2 separate regions of the Ovis aries genome follow, and region 2 is linked to region 1. Evidence: chromatin contacts called from public Hi-C data. All regions are on one chromosome and are shown on one strand. The core of a region is the stretch at or near the end of the contact, and the rest is flanking DNA. Distances in the headings are between cores, read along the strand shown. Region 1 holds the start of ZNF565 (zinc finger protein 565). Region 2 holds the start of LOC101122457 (zinc finger protein 14 homolog).

Region 1 (3,461 bases), core at 664-3,163:
CTAATACCAATACTATTTTAATTTCGGAGGATTTAAAATGTTATACCATCAGGGGAACTCCCTGGTAGTCCAGCAGTTAGGACTCTGGGCTTTCACTGCCCAGGGTGTGGGTTCAATCCACACCCTGGCTGGGGAACTAACAAACTCAGCAGTGCGCCAAAAAAAAAAAAAAAAGGTAAAATGTTACTGTTGGGTTCCCACACCCCAACTGCTTTTCTTTTTGAGTTTTACTGGCTATTCTAGCTTGTCTATTTTTCCATATGAAGTCCAGAATCAGCTTAATCTCGGTCCCCCTCCTAAAAAAAAAATTTGTGGATACTTTTATTGGGATAACTTGAAAAACACTATTTTTGTTCCTATCTTACAATACGCCCTACAGCAGTATTTTAAAGTTCTTTTCCGGTAGTTTCTTAAGCTTATTCCTCAATTTTAAAAAAACTGTTGCTGTAAATAATGATTTTCCTCTATCATACCTTCTAACTGGCAGTTGTTTGCCTATCTGAAAGCTACTGATGTGTAGGTATTGATTTGGTACCCAATTATTTAAAATACAAGAAGGATAACTGTAGGAGATTCCTCAGAAAAAGTACCTTTGTTACTTCACAAAATCCATAACCCGGGAAAACGCATTTAACAGTCAGGATATTTAACTGGTCCAGATTCATGGATAAACATTGCAGGAATTAGTTTTTTCAAAGAACGAAGATAACAGTGCCGAATCTAGAACCTCAAGCCCTTGAATCCCCAGTTCTCGGCTTCTGCGCAATAGGACACTGCTTCTAAAAACGGAACGCTGATATTTACTCTAAGACTTAACAGGAGTCCTATTAAAGGACCCCAAAGATCAGGACATTGGAGACCATTTGAAGCAGGCTCCCTCTAACAAAATTATCCTTTAAAATATTGTTAAAAAAAACAACAACAGTGATTTGCCTTCTACCCAATTAAAAGGAAAAGCACTTTTATACCAAAACCCATTTTAAAATTATTTACCACTTAGCTTTTATAGACCTTCAATCTTCAAGTAAATAAGATGTTCCAGAAAGATGGCACCGTTAATCATCAGCACTTTCGACAAGGGAAGTGCCGCTCGGATGTTATTCTCTCAGTGCCGGTCTCCTACACCTCTGAGAAGCAGCCATACAATCCCGTACCCAGTTTCTCCCTCAACAATCTCAAACATCCGGTCAAATTTGCGGTCAAACTCAGGGTCACGCATCGCTCGAACCCTCCCCAGAGGCCCCCACCCCCACCCTACATGTAGGCCAGCAGCTCTTAAACCCGCTCCCCACTCTCGCACCGCACCCCAATAGATCCGGAATCCTTCCCTTCAACGTCCCCGACCCCATCGGCCCAAGACGCCCACATCCCACCTCCTATTTTCGCGCCACGTGGACCCAGGGGCCGGACTGACCCGCGGACAAAGACCAAAATGTCCACTCGATGCGCTGCGCCTGCGCACTCCGAGGGCGAGTGAGCACTCCCAGAAGTCTTCGCGACGCGGCCCGCACGGTCACGGTGGCCGAGCACAGGCTGGTATCTGATTACCTTCTGTCAACAGCAACCGCGCTTTCCCGGCCTTGGACTACATTTCCCTTAAGGCTTTGCTAGTTGACACTCTACGTCTCTCTGTCTCTTTCCCCCAGCCAACTTGGCAGCCTCTTCCTGTGATTATGAGGCTCTCAGAGTGAGTAATCCTGACTTGCAGAAAGATAAATTCAAGCATGGTGGAAGGTTTGGAAAGGGAACCCCTTTCTTTGAAGGCTTTCGAGGGCAGTGTCAAACGGGCCAAGCCCAGACTGTGGGTATGAGGACGCCATCTTGTCTGTGGCTGGACTAGCTCTGGACTACGTTTCCCAGAGTCCACAGTGGCCCAGCGTTAGGTCTCTCTTGACGTCGTGGCGAGATCTTTAGCTCCGCAGGGACCCGGACGCGACCAAGGGAAGGCAGAAGGTGAGGGGTCTGGGACTCTGGGGCGGGGACTGGGCGTGTCCAGAGAGCCTTGGGTTTTTGCGCGCTGGCTGCTGAGGATGCGAGAATCTTTATGTGGCTTTGTGTGTCATAGTGTGAGCAGATTGTGCGACTGTGTGCCTTACTGGGTGTGAAATTGTGACTGTGTATAAAGATGTGGAGGTGTCTCATTCTGTGGTTGTGTCCTTGTATGTCCTAAGAGCGAATATCTGGTTGTATTTGTGTGATACTGACCATTTGTTCAGCACCAAGTGTGTAGCTGTGAGGCGCCTGTGACTCCAGTGCTCTGACAGATTGTGACCCCAGACAGTAATTATAACCTCAGCCTTCCCGTGTAACACAGGGATGGGGCATGAGGTCCATTCTTCTCTGCTCACCCTTGCCTGTGCGGGAGAGTTGGGCGATGAACCTTTAAAAATGACCTGATCCCTCACGATTGTTTTTTCTTGATTCTTCTCCAAGAGATATATTGAGAGAACTACTGTTGAACATTAAAAAGCCAGTTTCTGCGTCCATCAGTTTTTCTTCTTTCCCTGAAACCCTTGTTTTCCGAGATGTGTGGTTAAACACATACACAAGTAATTCAGCCAAATGTGAGGACTAATTGGCTTTATTCAACTTCTGAATCCGGCAGTATCCCATCTACCAAGTAGCTACTCCAAAGGGTTGTACAAAATGGAAGTTTTTTACAGGCAGTAGGAAAGTGGGACAAGGAAGTTATTAGCAAAAGAAAAGAAACGATTGTTTTAGGCCCGGACATCTTTTAGGGGAAGGAAATGGCAGGGGTCTTATCATGCAGATTAGCTCACCGGTGCCAAGCAGGAAATTTCAGATCGATTTGTTTAAAGAGCATATTTTCTTGAGAAACATTTAAACTGGAATTAAGTCTTGGTTTGTTGTTATGGGACACATGACTCCATTTTAGGCTTTTTTTTTTTTTTTTTTTAACATGTGCTTTCCTTTTCTTCTGAAACTTCTTGCCTAACAAAGCCCCACACCACCATTCACCTCCAAGTGAACTGGAGTCCTGTATTTGCCCTTGGAGTCAATTACTGAGTGCCATGAAGGTAAACTGAAAGGCCCACACTCTCCATATTCCCTGCACACCTAGTGTTCATCTAAATGTTTTAAACTTTTCATTTTAAATACTAAAAAATAAAAATAAATACTTAAAACTGTTGCAAAAATAGAATTCCCAAATACTCTTAATCCAGCTTCTCTATCAAAACCAGGAGATTAACAGATACACTAATAGATACTGATATTGTTGTTTTTTTACCGGATGCAGGCGTGCTCTGCTCACCACAGGGAGGTCAATGAATCCAGGAGACGAGGTGCTGAGGCAAGGAAGAGACTTTAATCAGGGAGCAGACCAGCCGAGAAGATGGCAAGCTAGCGCCTCAAAATAACCATCTTATTGGGGTCTGGATGCCAGGTTCTTTTATAGATCAGAGAGAAAGAAGCGATGAGGAACTAAAGTCCAAAGACAG
Region 2 (3,461 bases), core at 479-2,978, 200 kb before region 1:
GTAATGAGAACTAAGTACAATTACACTCAACAACATAGATGAGCTTCATAGACATAATGTGGAACAAAAGAAACCAGACACAAAGGAATACATGGTATATAATTCCATTTAAATATGAAATTCATGAATGGATCAAATTAATGGGTATAGAATTCTGAATACTGACGTTGGGAGAGGAATATCTGGGAAGGGCATGAGGGAATCTTCTGGGGTGCTGGCAAAATTCTTTATGATGATCTAGCACTCAGGCACTCTTGCCTGGAAAATCCCATGGATGGAGGGGCCTGGTGGGCCGCAGTCCATGGGGTCGCTAAGAGTCAGACACAGCTGAGCGACTTCACTTTCACTTTTCACTTTCATGCATTGGAGAAGGAAATGGCAACCCACTCCAGTGTTCTTGCCTGGAAAATCCCAGGGATGGGGGAGCCTCATGGGCTGCCATCTATGGGGTCACCCAGAGTCAGACACGACTGAAAGGACTTAGCAGCAGCAGCAGCAGCAGGAAACTGTTTTATGGCCATATACTTAAGATTTGTGCACTTTACTGTATATATGCTATATATCATAAAAATGTTTAAAAAAAACTATCAGAACCATGTTTTGGTAGGGACATGGAGCAATCACATGTTTGATACACGTATATAAAGTATAAACATGACACTCACTTTGGTAAATATCTTGGCACTATTGGGAAAGTGGAAGATACATGACCTAGCACTCCTAGAACTCCACTGGTAGGTAAACTCGTGCGTGATAACCTATGTAAAAGAATGTTCATGGCAGCACAGTCTATAAAGTAAAAAACTAGAAATAACGCAAATGTCCATCATTACTAGAAGGGATGAATAATAGTTTAATGGATGGAACATAGCAAAGAAAACAAATGAACAACTATTAAAATATAATATGGGTAATTCTCAAAAGCACAGTTGAACAAATAGAGTAAGAGATAAAAGACAGTATGGGGTATTCATATAAAGTTTAAAAATAGGGGAAAACTACTGTATAAAGCTTAAAGAGATATATATACATACATGAAAAAATTTCATACAATTTTCCAGTCACACAAACATAATCACACAAATGTAAACCATCAGGGTGTCATACAGCTAGAGATAACCCACAACCCAAACACAGGGCCGCATACCCAGGGTCACATAGCACAGTCACACTTTTCACAAGAGGACAGTCACACCGGCACTGTCACGGGTACTGCACACCTGCACATGGCCGTACACTCACAATCACACTCACCACAGATAAATCACACAGTATCCACAGGTACCCCACAGGTATCTGCAGCCCACAGTCGCACAATCACACCCCTCTAAGGGGACAAACGCTATCACATTCACCGAGTCAAAAGCTACTCACATCCCCACATACAATGCTGCAAGTGATTACACGCACATGACCAGGACGCATCCCGTCACATCGGCACAGTCACAGGTTCTCAGACAGTTAAGCAAACGGTTATCACTGGAACCTCACACACGCTCACTACCGGAAGAGCCAGACACAATCACGTGGTCATTCATCACTTACACCAACGCAAACACAATCACACAGTTTCCGACTCACCTCTTAGCGAGCGGTACAAGGCCTAAGCTCCGGCCCTGCCCTCTTCTCTGGTTCCCCACCTCAGGTCTCCCAAGCTTCCTAAGAAGCTGAACCTTCCACAACAAGGTAACACTAGCTGGTGCGGACCTGAGGGTCCCGCCAGCGCGTGACTTTGAGGCTGAACTCACGCGAGAATCACGTTCTTGTCGAGGAGTCCTCTGGGAAGTGTAGTCAGAGACATCCCTGTGGCTGACAAGATGGCTACCGGTCTACCGGATTTCTAGCAGAAATCAGCTGCAGCCCCGCCTAAAGGGTTGCATCCCCCTCATCAAACCGCCCACCGGAGGCCTCACAGAGCCTGGCTTAGCCTCGGGCCGTGACTCCCAAGAAAGCCCACTGTGAAACGTTTAAAAATGGATTTTCTTACTATCCCCGGGAGTTGAACAGGCTCTGGAAGAAAAGAACTAGACCGCAAGCGGGGAGAAATAGCACAGCCGAGCCTTCTGGGAAATGTAGTTAGGGAGCAGGAAAAGCTAGCGGTGAATGGACCATTTGAAATTGGTCTTAGCCTGCGCCTGGTCGCACCGCGGAGACTTCTGGGAGTGTCACTGCCCAAGGCATTCGCAAGCTTCCTGGGTCGCCGTTTTGGCCTTTGTTCGGCCATGAGTTTGGTTTAGGGGTTCCTCAGTGTAGAGGAATTGTGGGACCTGAACTTGTGAGACCCAAAACTAGTCTGGGAGGCCGAAGGGAAGGGGTACCGGGAATCTGCAACGCAATTGGGGAGGTTGAAGGCGGAGGATTCCTAAACGTGAAACGGGGAGGAATTTCTGCTGCTGGGAAGGGGGCTGATGTTATTCTGTGCTACCTAACTGATTTCTGTGTGGTTTGGGGAGTGAGGAGAAGGGGAGGCCACTTTGCAGGAGGCAAGTAATGAAAACTCGGGGGCCTATGACTGTGGTGATAGTAGGGAGAGGGAGAAACTGGATTCAGGATTTTGTGTCTATGTAACATAATTTCATTGAGTATCACCGTGTGTATGATTGTATCTTGGAAAATAATCTCTGAGCCTCATTGTAAAACGGTAACAAGAAGGGTAGATTTTCCTTGAAGTATTTTTGTGGTTATTGTTAAGGTTTGATGGAACAAAGATTACGTTACTGAGCTAAGGCAATGGCAACCCACTCCAGTACTCTTGCCTGGAAAATCCCGTGGACAGGAACCTGGTAGGCTGCAGTCCATGGGGTCACTAAGAGTCGGACACAACTGAGCGACTTCACTTTCACGTTTCACTTTCATGCATTGGAGAAGGAAATGGCAATCCACTCCAATGTTCTTGCCTGGAGAATCCCAGGAATGGGGGAGCCTGATGGGCTGCCGTCTGTGGGGTCGCACAGAGTCGGACACGACTAAAGTGACTTAGCAGCAACTGAGCTAATAAATGATTTAAAGCTTGACTTTCATGTAAAACAAATTATCGATTATGGGTTAGAAATAAAAGCGCTTTCTTTAGAAAGTCAGTTTGAAAGTGACTATTTTCCTTTCTTTTTTAAGTAGAGTGTTTGCTCTTGCTTACAGCCCAGACCCTGGGGTCAAAGAGCTGATTTGTGAAGTGCTGGACTAAGAAATAAAATTTGATGGGCAGTATCGGCCATTGAAAACAGAAGAGAACTGAATTGTTCACAGGCTAAGTCCTGTCCGACTCTTTGCGACCGCATGGACTGCAGCACACTAGCCTCCTCTCTCCTTCACTATCTCCTGGAATTTGTTCAAAGTATTTCTTCTCAATTTTTGGGAGGAGTTTGAGAAATATTGACATTATTTCTTTAAATGTTTGGTAGAATTTTCCAGGAGTCTTTTCTCTATTTTTCTTTATCTAGCTCAAGTTTTATCAATTTTGTTTT

What was found. A called contact is a pair of places that touch in the nucleus more often than the background predicts.
Region 2: a Hi-C map of liver shows a contact between it and region 1, with 3 times the contacts expected there. The contact joins the promoter of LOC101122457 here to the promoter of ZNF565 in region 1. A contact is called at or near these places in 2 of 16 Hi-C or Micro-C datasets (hypothalamus and liver).

The regions. Positions count from the first base shown.
Region 1 is chr14:46,160,751-46,164,211 of ARS-UI_Ramb_v3.0, reverse strand. It overlaps ZNF565 (zinc finger protein 565), which reads left to right and starts at 1,913. Exons shown (of 8, transcript XM_060398555.1): 1 at 1,913-1,953. It overlaps CAPNS1 (calpain small subunit 1), which reads right to left. Exons shown (of 13, transcript XM_012190219.5): 11 at 1,374-3,461. ZNF146 (zinc finger protein 146) reads right to left here and starts at 1,465. Exons shown (of 3, transcript XM_042230905.2): 1 at 1-1,465.
Region 2 is chr14:46,365,545-46,369,005 of ARS-UI_Ramb_v3.0, reverse strand. LOC101122457 (zinc finger protein 14 homolog) reads right to left here and starts at 1,728. Exons shown (of 8, transcript XM_012190252.5): 1 at 1,582-1,728. LOC121816368 (a long non-coding RNA gene) reads left to right here and starts at 2,203. Exons shown (of 2, transcript XR_006055917.2): 1 at 2,203-2,368.